Linked DNA regions of Mus musculus: regions 1 and 2 are each linked to region 3. The links are chromatin contacts, called in public HiChIP or PLAC-seq maps. All regions are on one chromosome and are shown on one strand. Each heading gives the region's core, a stretch centred on a gene start, on an enhancer-like site or on the middle of the called end of the contact. The rest is flanking DNA. Distances are from core to core; before and after follow the strand shown. Region 1 overlaps Mis18bp1 (MIS18 binding protein 1). Region 2 overlaps Fancm (Fanconi anemia, complementation group M). Region 3 holds the start of Prpf39 (pre-mRNA processing factor 39).

Evidence for each region. HiChIP or PLAC-seq counts read pairs in DNA pulled down with a chosen protein or histone mark.
Region 1: a contact with region 3 is called in an H3K4me3 HiChIP or PLAC-seq map of bone marrow-derived macrophages, with 2.2 times the contacts expected there. The contact joins the enhancer-like site here to the promoter of Prpf39 in region 3. A contact is called at or near these places in 2 of 39 promoter capture datasets (hematopoietic stem and progenitor cells and pre-B cells), 4 of 115 datasets of contacts at active chromatin or transcription factors (bone marrow-derived macrophages, effector CD8 T cells and embryonic stem cells) and 2 of 9 other capture datasets (adipose tissue and liver).
Region 2: an H3K27ac HiChIP or PLAC-seq map of embryonic stem cells shows a contact between it and region 3, with 9 read pairs. The contact joins the enhancer-like site here to the promoter of Prpf39 in region 3. A contact is called at or near these places in 3 of 39 promoter capture datasets (the C10 cell line, cranial neural crest and embryonic stem cells), 2 of 115 datasets of contacts at active chromatin or transcription factors (both in embryonic stem cells) and 4 of 9 other capture datasets (adipose tissue, embryonic stem cells, liver and 1 more).

Annotation. Positions count from the first base shown.
Region 1 is chr12:65,151,903-65,156,300 of GRCm38.p6, forward strand. It overlaps Mis18bp1 (MIS18 binding protein 1), which reads right to left. Exons shown (of 14, transcript NM_172578.2): 5 at 2,817-2,947; 6 at 1,904-1,991; 7 at 786-928. Among named protein-coding and RNA genes, the nearest start is that of Mis18bp1, 18 kb to the right of the region's middle. Within about 2 kb of position 2,604, at least 5 of the 459 cell types and tissues checked have an H3K27ac peak or open chromatin away from gene starts, as enhancers often do. A contact at or near this core is called in bone marrow-derived macrophages, where this site is marked.
Region 2 is chr12:65,110,195-65,114,333 of GRCm38.p6, forward strand. It overlaps Fancm (Fanconi anemia, complementation group M), which reads left to right. Exons shown (of 23, transcript NM_178912.4): 15 at 3,580-3,665; 16 at 3,762-3,824. Among named protein-coding and RNA genes, the nearest start is that of Fancm, 37 kb to the left of the region's middle. Within about 2 kb of position 2,812, at least 13 of the 459 cell types and tissues checked have an H3K27ac peak or open chromatin away from gene starts, as enhancers often do. A contact at or near this core is called in embryonic stem cells, where this site is marked.
Region 3 is chr12:65,033,875-65,038,343 of GRCm38.p6, forward strand. It overlaps Prpf39 (pre-mRNA processing factor 39), which reads left to right and starts at 2,460. Exons shown (of 14, transcript NM_177806.3): 1 at 2,460-2,594.

The sequences.
Region 1 (4,398 bases), core at 1,354-3,853, 120 kb after region 3:
TAAGCAACCAGCCAAAGTTAAGAAAACTTGATGACTTTTGTAAAAAGAAAGGATTGAGAAAGAGCTAAAGCTTTGGTAAGTGAAATGTCTGCCATCATTTACACTTCTAAATTATTACTTTCTTTGGTCTAGAAAAGATAAATAAGTTTCAAGGAGAAAGAGTTTAAATGACACAACGCCATTAGAGAGAGATGTAGTATATTTACATCTAACATGGTGCCACAGCTTTAGCAAAAATAATGTGCAATTCTCAGAGATTTTAAAAATTTGTATAGATCTTAGCTACAAAGTCAAGGTAAAATTCCAAGAAATGTACATAAAGGATTTCGGTAACTTTTATCATCTTACTATTATTTCATACATTATTTGTGAAAGTAGGGTAGTGTGAGAGGTAGATTATAATGTTAAAAAAGAGCTGACATAACAATTCTACCAACCTTTAAAGCACTTGCCACTTGAGTTTATATGCAAGTTCCTCCATAAAAGCAAATATAGATACTTGTCTCTACTACAAGATTGCTGATAGTGATAGTCTAAATATAATCTTTCATTAATATATTTATCAGGGGGTTGGGATTGTGATAAAGATTTACTCCGTGAAATAAAAAGAACGATGAAGCAGCAGTCTGCAACACAGTCACCTTAGTATAAAAAAGTATAAAAAAGAAGGAATTTTAAGGTCCTAATCAGTCAAAGAGCACCACACCACACATCACATACTACAAACAGTGTTAAGTTTATATAAGACTCTACCACTTCAGCAACAAAGAAAAATTTAGACCTACCTAAGCTATTATCATTAAGGTCATACGTGATGCTGGCCTTTTGGAGGACATAAGTTTCTTTATCTTCTGCATCTTTTTTTTTTGATTTTTGTTTTTCTTGGACTCTTGCTGTTTCCTGTCTGGTCTTGTTCTTTTTTTCAGCCCTAAAATAGTTGTGTTATTGCTTTCTCAAATATTGGTTCTCAACAACAACAATTAAAAAAAGGATGAAAGAAAAGAGAAGAAGAGAAGAGAAGAGCGCATCCCCACCAACAGGATAATCACAGAGCTCAAGGCCAGACTGGGCTACATACTGAGGTTAACCTGTTACATGAGACCCTTCTCAAAGCAAATATTTTTAAAAGACAAACAAACAAAAATATGTAATCTTATTTAAGAAAACTACATGACAATGAGTGTCCAGAAATAAAGTACTTACCTAGTAAATGTGAGGCCAGGATTAAAAAGCACTATTGGGAAGTTGTCTAGTTCTATAAGCAAGTTTTACTGAGACACAGCCATGCTCAATTTACACTACCTACAGTTGCTTTTCTGTTGAAAAGACAGAGTTAAATGGTCGAGAAAAGAAGCAACATGTCCAGAAAAATACCACCTGACACGTTCGAGGAAGAAATAGTCACCAGTTCTTATTATACAATACCTGTACTCAGATGAAGTTTAAAACTCTCTATCTCCTACTATCTCCTGAAGAACAAGAATTTATAAAATTTTTCTCTCAGTGTCTGCTAAGTACCTGGTAGGTACTCAAAAACTAATGAAAATTAACGGAGAAAAACGAATCAAGAATTTCAGTCCAATATTTAACAACTACACGCCATCCAAAGGGTAGGCGATTGATGAATTCTCCTTAGAAATGTGTCTCCAATTTTATTTTCTTTTTCAATTTACTCAACATGACAGAAAGTCTAATAAAGGTTTATTATTTCTAAAACCCCTAAAATCACAAAAATCTTCAAAACTATCACACAAACACAAAAACCCAGCAAAACCACATTACATCGGTTACATAAACATGAATTTGAAAAGGCACAGTATATTTTTTTATCTAAAATGAGTACATTTTAGGGACCATAACTTATACCTTGAAAAGCTGATTTTTAAAAATTTAGACAGTTTACCTTAATTGTTCTAGAAATTTATCAATGTGTTCCTTCCAGTTGTGGGGAAATCCAAACATAAATTTTCTTGTGAGATAACAGGGATATCCTATTTAACAATGAGCAAAACAAATACAAAATTATTTTAATTTAAAAAATAGAAAATGAAATTATCCAAAAGCCTAGGCTTTTAAAGAGGTCTCTCTAATTCACTGTCAGTCAAGAAATATGTACTTCTTTCTTGTTGTTGTTGTTTGTTTTTCGAGACAGGGTTTCTCTGTGTAGCCCTTGGCTGTCCTGGAACTCACTCTGTAGACCAGGCTGGCCTCGAACTCAGAAATCTGCCTGCCTCTGCCTCCTGAGTGCTGGGATTAAAGGCGTGCGCCACCATGCCTGGCAAAATGTGTACTTCTGATTCACTATATGCTAAGTACTGCTAGAGTACTGAGGACCCATTAGTTAGGGAAATAAAATCCCCATCATTACACACTGAATTTCTATTATATAAGAGAAGAAGCAAATGCAGAAAGTAAAATTCTTTGCTAGATTGATATCACAGAAAAAGTAGTTAAACATATTCATAGGAGAAAAGGAGAAGACAGCAATTTCAAAAGGAGGTAGTCAGGGAAATTCTACTGACATAGAAAGCCAGGGCATAGGAACCTGAGGGAATGAGTCATATGGGAAAATGGAATCCAAATATTAAAAATAGGAAATGAAAAGCCTTGTGACAGAGAGCTGGTTTGTTTGTGAAATAAGACAAGCAAAGCTGAACTGTAATGAAGAGTCAGTACTAGGCATATACTGAAATGAGTAATAAAAGTCGTGATTGTGTGGGACACTACAAGGGGTCGGGTCAATTTATGATCCTGGGATTTATTTAGGAAAGAGGAGAGGCTATAGAAAGATTTAACTAATAATGATGCCCACTTACCTGCTTCTTTCATGGAGACCGAGTCTATCAATCCTTTTAAGATATAAATGTTGCCTGATAAGGTCCTAAGTTCATTGTGTTTAATCCGCTCTATAATTACATTGCTATGCCAATAAACATCAGTCATATCTCTAGGGGGGGAAAAGAATAAGTTTAATAAGGTCAAAGTATTTATACTTTACTAGGAACTGTATATACACATAGAAGCATACAAACTTATAATGAAGGACTGGGTGTGAGCCAGTTATGTGTAATCTCAACACCTTGTATATAAAAGCAGGAGGAGTGCTCTAGGTTTGAGACCAGCTTGTTCTACATACTAAGTTCCATGCCAACGAGGGCTTCATAGTGAGATGCAATCTTGATGTCACTCTCCACTTCAAAAAGGAAGTATTCATTCTGTACTCTTAGCTATCACAACAATAACAGCATTATTAATCTAATTACAAAACATCTGAGGACTAACCAGTACAGAATTCAACTGCTTGGCTAATGTGATCCTCAGAGTCTATGCCAAGAAACTATACTGTGGTCAATCAATCTATATACCTGATATAAGATATAGCATTAGCAAGGAAAGAAAAACTGTCAACAAACATTTCCTGATGGCAACATCTGACATTTCAGCTTAATAGTTCCTAAGCCTTCAAAGATTTTGGTGGCCCTTCACATTTTTGTTGGCTTTTTGTAGAAATGCTATTTTTGTTTATTCAGATACTGTCTTTCTGGGATTTTTTTCCCACATATTTGTGTGCACACCATGGAATTCATATAGAGCCAGAAATAGCTTCTGGGAATCAGTCCTTTACTACCAACTTATGGAACCTGGGGACCAAACTAAGGCTGTATAGCCTTGCAGCAGGCTCTGCCCTGTGAGCCATCTTGCTGGCTCCTGGGTCTTACGATGCTACCCAAGATAGCCTTAGACTTCTACATCCTCCAACTACCTGAGATTACAGATTACATGTGCACCCAACTCCCTCCCGCCTACTTCATGTTCAAAAATGTCAAGTACATCTATCTCATTTTAAAGGTTTTTTTTTCATATTTTTAAAAATATAAATACATAGGCCAATATTTTTACCTTCTATTTTGTAAAGAGGGTCTACTTAAGAGAAAACAAAGTAGCAAATCACTGACCTAGAAATCTACTCTTCATACATCACTAAATGAAACTAGTAGCTAAGTGCAAAGCATTTTTCATATAACAGATAGTAAACATACTCATGCTATAAAAAAGTTCTCTCAATTAAATAAATTAGGATTAAACTGATGACACTATACCATAATACTTTTTTTTTGCTTTATTGTGGTTTGAGGGGAGGTGTGAGGTTTTTTTGTTGTTGTTGTTTGTTTTTTTGGGTTGTTATTTTGGTCCTGGTGTTGTTTAAGATATGGTCTCTCTACATAGCCCCTGCTATCTTCGAACTATGTAGATCAAGCTGCCTCCAAACTCACAAAGATTCTCCTGCCTCTGCCACCAGAATTGTTAGGGCTTAAAGGTGTATGCCACCACAGCCCACAGCGTCTTTAAAAGGCATGTTTCTTTATTCTTTGATACTGCAAATATTAATTCACTTAA
Region 2 (4,139 bases), core at 1,562-4,061, 77 kb after region 3:
GCCTGCCCCCCAGTGACACCTCCTTCAACGAGGCCACAGCTCCTAACCCCTCCCACGCAGTCCACCAACTGAGGAGCAAGTATTTAAACATACAAGCCTGTGGTGTTCATGTTCATCCAAGCCACCACATTTTACTCCCTGGACCCAATAGGTTTGAAGCCATATCACAGTGCAAAATGCATTTAGTCCAACTTCAAAAGTTGTCACAGTCTTTTACAGTACCAACACAGTTTCAAAGTCCAAAGACTCTTTTGAGACCCACAGCAATCTCTTAACTGTACCTCCCTGTTGAATCAAAGAGTATATTGCGTATGTTCAACATATAATGGCACAGAATATATATTACCATTCCAAAAGGGAGGGAATTGGGGAATAATGAAGACCAAAACAAGCCCCAGACCGAGCAATGCAAATTCCAAATGCTGTATACCTCTATGTCCAATGCCAAAAGACTTAGATGGCTCCACACTTCCAATTATGCTAACTACAAAACTCTCTCTCTCTCTCTCTTGGGCTGGTTCTACTACCCATCTGTAGATCTTCTTGGCAAGCTCTGGCATCTCTAACATCTTGGGTTCTCCAAACCAACCGGGTTTCACTTTCACAGCCTCATACAATGGCTTCTCCGGGCCTACATGCAGGGACTCCGCTGCCAGCCTCCTGGCTTCAGCAAGTTACCTAAGCTGTGGAAGATTCCACAACCCCTTTACTGCTGCATCTTTTTCCACTCTATAAAGGCAAAACCATGTGGTGGACGTGGATGCTGCCAAGTTCTGTTGCCTGTTTGGGCTGAAACCTGGCCCCCTCCTCGAATTACATTTGCCAGTTTTGCTTTGTTGTTGCTCCCTAGGAACAGAACTTTTTTTAGGCCTTTTCTTTTTACAAATTGCAGGATTATTTCAGCAGGGTCACTCCCTGAGGACACCACTCCCTCTATTCTCTTTTTTCCTTATCTCTTTCAACTCAAACCCTGGCTACCACATTAAATACCCTGATGCTCTTTTTCACTTGCATAAGAGTGACTGCTAATCGGGCAGTGGTGGCACAGGCCTTTGCCTTTAATCCCAGGACCTGGGAGGCAGAGGCAGGTAGATTTCTGAGGCCAGCCTGGTCTATAGAGTGAGTTCCAGGGCTACACAGAGAAACCCTGTCTCGAAACACCAAAAAAAAAAAAAAAAAAAAAAAAAGAGCGACCACTAATGACTATGTGACAGAGTCAGATTAGGCTGTCTTGAATTGAAGTCTGTTGCAAAGGTAGTCAAAAGCGCTTCAGGCACAGTCTTGGGCCAGCTATGCCCATTGCTAAAACATCCCAAGAATGGTCTCTAGAGAGGATCCCTGCAGGTGTCAGACAGGAAGCAACTGTGCAAAGAGATTTGGGGAGTCTAATCCTAAGCAGTGCATGGTCGGCATATTTAAAACCCAGTACAACTTGGGGAAAGGGTTGCAGGCAGCTCAGTCCAGTCAGTCCAATTCCAGTTGCACAATAAAGTGTAAGGGCTGACTGCATAGAAACTGTTTTACAAAGTTCACGTGACCGTGAGGGTGGGTTCTATAGCTTAACAGCCTAGAGTCTAGCAAAGCCACTTCCACTTTTCTGGGCAGGAAAACAGGCATTTTATCTCCTCCAATAAGAAGTCCCAGTGTGTTTAATCCTAGTTTTCCTGATGCTCTGGTTGCACAGACTTTTGTGCCCCTAGCTGTCTCTATTCTATTTGCTGATATTGTTACCCTCTCTGTATCCTTGCACTGTGCTTCCACAGCCCACATTGCTCTCAACACTACTGTCTTCCAATCCCCTACCAGTCCTCCACAGCTCTCCAAAAACATCATGGTCAAACCTGTCACATCTGTAGTACTCCAGGTACCAGCCTGTTTTAGTACCTACCCACCCTCCCTCCCTCCCTTCCTTCCTTTTTAATGTACATTGATATTTTGCCTGCATATACGTCTGAGTGAGGATGTTACACAGGAAAAGGTTACGGGCAGCTCTGTATTCTGCCATGTGGGTGCTGGGAATTGAACCTGGGTCCTTTGGAAGAACAGCTGGTGCTCTTAACTGCTGAGCCATCTCTCCAGCCCTGTCTTAGTTACCTTTTGATTGCTTTAAAGAGATGCTATGACCAAGGCAACTTATAGAAGAGTTTATTGACATTCCAACATCGTGGTGTTGGAAGCATAGCAGCAAGCACACCTGGTGCTAGAAAAGAGCTGAGAGCTCACATCTGATCCACAAGCACAAGGCAGAGAGCTAACTGTGAATGGCATGGACTTAAAAACCTTAACATCTGTCCCCAGTGGCACACCTCTTCTAATACCCACACCTGCTAACCCTTTCCAAGTGTTCTCAACAACTGGGGCCCAAGTATTCAAACATAGGAAAGTACAGAGCCATTCTCATTCAAACCACAACAGTGTGTATGGTATATACTATGTGTAGAATGGGGGTGCACACATGCCAGTTTGAGTGTGTGAAAGTCAATGGATAATTTTTAGGGGTTTTGTCCTAGCATAGGTTCTAGAGACCATACCTGGGTCTTCGGGTTCAAATGCTTAATTTCACACACACACACACACACACACACACACACATTATATTTAACTAAAAGTATTTTAGATTTTTAGTGAACCCAGGCTACCCTTGAATTCCCTGTGTAGCAGAGGATGACCTTGAAGTTTCACTCCTACCCAGCTCTCTGATCCTGGGATTGCTGGCTTGGGCAGCCATAGCAGATTTATTTAGCACCACTCCCAGTTTGTTAGTGCTGGGGATGGAAATCAAGAAAGCTTTGTGCATGCTGAGCCAACTGAGCTACACCCACCACATCCCACACCCCAGCTCCACTGAAGGCTTTTGTTAGGAACTAAGTCTATCCTACACTGAAGGGGAAAGAGAAATTGTGATCAGCTAGGAAGAGTAGGGAAGAGACTCCACAGGCTGTTCTCTGATCTCCCTATGTGTGCTGTGCCTTACGAATGTCCCACACATGGTAAATGTTTCATTTAAAAAAAAAAAAAAGGCATGATGGACTGATAAGAGCACATTTGCTTTTTCTCTTTACATTTTGTAAGTTGGGGCTTCATTTTAAATACATATTTTTATAAGTTTATTTTTATTTCCTGTATATGAGTAGTATTTTGCCTGCACAAGTGAAAGTATACCACATGCATGGTAATACCCTTGGATATTAGAATAGGGTGTTGTATTCCCTAGAAATAGAGTTACAGAAAGTTGTAAATGCCATGTGGGTGCTGGGAACTGAACCCTGGTCCTCTGTAAGAGCAGCTAATGCTCTAACTACTAAGCTATCTCTCCAGGCTCTTAAATATGTATTTATCAGCAAACTAATGTCTTTTATTCTTCTCTGTTCTTTTTTTTAAAATACTGTAAAGTTTATGTATATGTGTATGTGTGTGTGTATGTATGTGTATACACACACACATCTTTGTGAACATATGTCACATGTCTGTTTGTCTTTGGAAGATTAAGAAATTTAGGACATTTTTATTATGGTAATCAGTAATATGATTGTGATAGAGTAACTTTAACTATTGACCAGATTCATTTTTCAATTATAGTTGAACACTTAACTAGTGAAAGCGAAGATGATGTTTTCCTGAGAAAAACTAAAAAACCAAAAAGAAATGTCCTAAAGTCCCCGGAGGTAAGTCATTCCTTCCCCACAGTGCTGCAGTCAGTGAAGCCATGCTCCCGCTTCCTGACTGTGTTATATCTTAAACTGTTTGTCTGTTTCATCCAGGATCAGAAAAACAACGAAGTTGACTCACCCATTCATGCTGTAAAAAAACCCAGAGTTCTCAGGGTAAGTAAATTACAGGCGTTTTTATTCCTAGGGGTGTGGGGGTGTCTATTTGTGTCTGTGCCTGTCTCTGGGAGGCAAGAAAGGTCATCAGAGGCCCTGGAGCTGAAATTACAATGGTTGGAGCCACCCAGCACGGGTGCTGGGAAGCAGACTCGGGTCCTTGGAAGAGCAGTGTGTACTCTTAACCACTGAGTCATCTTTTCAGCCACAGTAACCTAAATTGTTTTAGGATAAGTAATATAAGAAAAAGCATGCACAGAAGAAAAAATTAGTATATTTGATCTTACAGGTATATGCTTAGTAGAACAATAGACA
Region 3 (4,469 bases), core at 1,210-3,709:
CCTTTATTACCGCGACCCGCAGTTCTGGTTCTGGAATGAGGGATCTTCCTTGCGCCAGTCCCGAGTTTTTTCTCGTCCCGGGTTTCAGCACCAATTGTTATTAGACGCGTTCTCACGCCCGGCCAGGAAGAACACCACAGACCAGAATCTTCTGCGGCAAAACTTTATTGCTTACATCTTCAGGAGCAGGAGTGCAAGAAGCAAGAGAGAGAGAAAACGAAACCCCGTCCCTTTTTTAGGAGAGTTATATTTCGCCTAGGACGTGTCACTCCCTGATTGGCTGCAGCCCATCGGCCGAGTTGACGTCACGGGGAAGGCAGAGCACATGGAGTGGAGAACCACCCTCGGCATATGCGCAGATTATTTGTTTACCACTTAGAACACAGCTGTCAGCGCCATCTTGTAACGGCGAATGTGGGCGCGGCTCCCAACAGGAAACCTGGGATCTGAAAGCAGCAGCAGCTGATATGGACAGAGACACTTTCATCAGACCTAAGAGCCCTAAACAGAGAATGCTAAATGAATACCCTGACTTTACTCCTTCATGCCATTCAGACAAGGACAACTGGCCAAATCCAACAGGAACCTCGGAGCAAAGGAATTCACTGATACAGTATGTAAGGGTCAGTCTCCAGAGAACAGAGCAGGCTGGCATAGAATTGATCAGGAGGAGTACATGTATTCAGTATCCTAAGAGTAGCAGAATTACAGTCATGAAGTAGCAACGACGTTTTTTTATGGCTGGGTCATCACATGAGGAACTGTATTAAAGGGTGGATGCTTTAGAAAGGTTGGGAACTATTAGACTATGAACCACAGTCCACAGTATTTTGGTCTAACCACTTATTTCTTCGTTATACTTAGATCTGGGATATACAATTTACTTTAGGGCAAACTATGGCTTGATCGATTTTTAAAGTAGTTTGTGTGGCGTTCTTTTTGTTGCTGCTGCTGCTGCTTTGAGTTTCGTGTAACCTAGACTCACCTCAAGCTCAAGCAGCTGAATATTATCTCAAACTTCTGATTCTTCTTCTGCCACTACCCAAGTCGGATTATAGACTTGTATCATGATTCCTGGGTAATTTATGTTTTCATGTGATGAACACACTTTAGTCAAATCAAATAGAATACATAAGAATTCTTGAGCAGTGAATTAGGAGTTTGGGAAGGTAAAACAGTGAGAGAGTTGATGTGATTGTTAAAGACTGCCCTGACCATAGGAATGCAAGCATTTGGTTCACATACATACATACATACACAGGCAGACACATGCATAAAAATAAATACATCTTTAAAAAAACAATGCCCTCTCTTGACTGCCCTTTCAGATGGTATACGTTTAAAAGTTGCTGGGTTTTTGTTGTTGTTGTTTTGTTTGTTTGTTTTTCAAGACAGTGTTTCTCTGTGATCCTTGGCTGTCCTGGAACTCACTTTGTAGACCAGGCTGGCCTCGGACTCAGAAATCTGCCTGCCTCTGTCTCTGGAGTGCTGGGATTAAAGGTGTTCGCCACCACGCCTGGCAAGTTGCTGATTGTTAGAGAATACAAAACTGCCCAATTAAGAGGTAAAGGGAAAAGCGTGACTATTTCATGCCCAACGGGGAGGAGTTGGCTATTTGGGAGCAGAGAAGCAGTTGAAGAGGTTTATACACCGTTACAAATCATCTTAAGGGCTTGAGAGAGGGCTCCGCGGTTAAAAGCACTGACTGCTCTTCCAAAGGTCTTGAGTTCAAATCCAAGCAACCATATGGTGGCTCACAACCATCCCTAATGACACCTGACACTCTCTTCTGGTGCGTCTGAAGACAGCTACAGTGTACTTAGATATAATAATAAATCTTTTAAAAAATCATCTTAAAAAGAAACATTCTGGAGACCAGTTCTAGAGGGAAGAGTAAAAGCCCAGTTGTGAGTTCTCTGAAATTCCAAATGGAAGATCGGTGAGTGAGAAAACATTCGCTCGCTCAATTGTCTATAGTTTTACTGACGGAAGACGAGATTTTTTTTTAAAAAACGGATATTTAAGAGTGGGGACTAGGATATAAACAACTGAAGAGGGCTGCTAAGATCATCAACACCAAGCTGCCTCTCTTTGCCCTGAAAGTTTTATGCCCAAATCCTTCAGAGCCTTTAACTCTCAAGCCCAAATGGTTAGTTTCGACATGCAGAATACGATTTAATCAGCCCATACTGTTTTGAGGTTTAGAAGTTTTAGGCTGAATTTCTGGCCATTTCCTGACACATTTTTCATGTGTAAAGCCTTGGCGGTTAGGAAAAGAATTACGATATTTTAGAGGTTTTTTTTGGAGACTGACGCTGGGCAACAAGTGCTGCTTAGCACAACCGGCTTCGCTATGGTTTGGGAAGCTAAGTTTGCGACTGGAGGCCACCCGGGGCGGGGCCTCGGTTGCGCGCGTCACGTGACCGCTGCGCCTTCGGAGCCGCCGGCGCGTGCGCAGTGTGATCCCGAAGAGGCGGCGGCGGCGCTGGTGGTGGTGGCTGCGGTAGCTGCGTGGAGCGAGGCGGTGGCAGGCCCACCTTTGGCGATCTTGGCCCAGGCTTCGGCTCATGGCACCGAGCAGCATCCATAGTGAGGTAACTGGGGGCGGACGGCGTGAGGCGGGCGGCAGGGGAGGCGCCGGGACGGGAAGGGCCTGCGCCACCTCAGGCCGCACCGGGCCGCGGCCTCCCCCGCCTGTCCGGCTCGAGGCCTGGCGCGGGGCGCGCGTCTCCTTCCCAATCCCACCTGTTGGGAAGAGCAGGCCTGGGATCTGCACCTTGAGCGGCGCCTCGCTTCAGGGGTGCGGCGGGGCGGGAGCCTCAGCCTGGATTATCGAAGCTGCTAACTGCTGAGGCTGAGTCCCCTGCTTCTCTAGAGCCGAGGGCCAGAACGTTTCCCATTGCACAGCAGCGTAAGCAAGCGGGTTTTTTTTTTTTTGGGGGGGAGGGGGGGAGGGGAGGCGACGCGGACACTTGGAAACAGCCTAGTAGAGTCTTTTTTAAAAAACAATCTGCTTATATAGATTTTTTTTTTTAACCTTTCGTGCTCAGGAGTCTGCGCGGTCTTTAAGTTAGTAAATACTATTCGGCATTCCCAATGTTAAGGGATTAGTAGTAATGTAGTAAGATTAGTAATGATGCAGTAATACGGTGTAGCTTTATGCAGATTCAGATGCCCGGTGTTCACGAACTTAACACTAGAAAGCTAATCTAACGTTTTCAGAAATACTTTAAAATTTTCAGCTGGTAGAAATGGTAATGCTAGGACTGTACGGATTCATAGACAAGAATAGGAAGCTAAGGCCGGGACCCATGGCAGTTTTTTTTTTTATAGTTCGTTTGAGAAAAATAGCAACAGCTGTTAAATTCCTTACTCTTCTCGTGTTTATAATCTCATTCTAGAGTTAAAAACTGTTATTCCGTGTGTTATTCATGCGCACTGGAGCTGTGTCATGTGCATGAGAACAGGAGTACCGTGGTCCCTTGAGGCTTGGCAGCTAGTGTCTTTAACTGTTGAGCTGCCTCTCAGACCCCAGAATTTTTAAAAGACTCAATATTTAGTGCTATTTGTATCTTAAAGTTGAATTGAGGAACAAAAAATTTGAACATCGTTGTAAAAGTTAGAGTTTTATTTTCAGAGAGGAGCAAAATTGTCTGTTACGCGTTAAGAGCTCTGTGTAAGACATAATCTCTGACGATTATGGAGACATTGTAAATACATAAGCAAGGTTCAATTTCTGGGACCTAATTGTTTAAAATGAGGAAACAAGATGTCTGTGAACATCCTACTTAGTCTCTAAAAACCGGTTGCCAAAACCACTTGTTGTAATAACCCCTTTTACAGCCTAGGGATGCAGGTGACTCATCGGGGCTGAGACTCTGAGTGATTCCGGATTGGAAACCAGCTAGCTAGCTAAGGAATGACTTAATTGGTCTGTGGTAATGCTCAGTGATATATAGTGTGTTTTATATGTCTTTATGGGCATAGGCATGGGAAGCATTAGGGAAAGAAAGTATTAGAGTTCAGGTGCATCATATTTAATGAGTTTCATGTTTAAGTCATCTAAAATTCCTTTTAACTTTTAAAACAGCATACTGATTGTTAGGCAAGTGTTTAACTTAATAGACCTCAGATAAAATAAATGGCAATTTTCAGGATGGAGGAACTGTGTTTCGATGTTATGCATACTTAATTTCCTACCTCATATATTTAAGCCTGCCATCCCTATGATAAATTTTATAAGAAGATGTCATGGCATAAGTATCCATTAATGTGGGGAGTTGTGGAAAGGAAGAGTTTTGTTAATCCGAGGAATAGCATATTGGCAAGAGTCACAAGGGAAAAGTGTCCTGAGCTCCTGAAGTAGTGATGAGGAATAGAACTGTATAATGAGTACGTTCAGAAAGGTAAAGTAGGACTGGAGGTGTCATTTGTTCAGCTGTTCCTAGGAATACAACATTGAGCAAAAC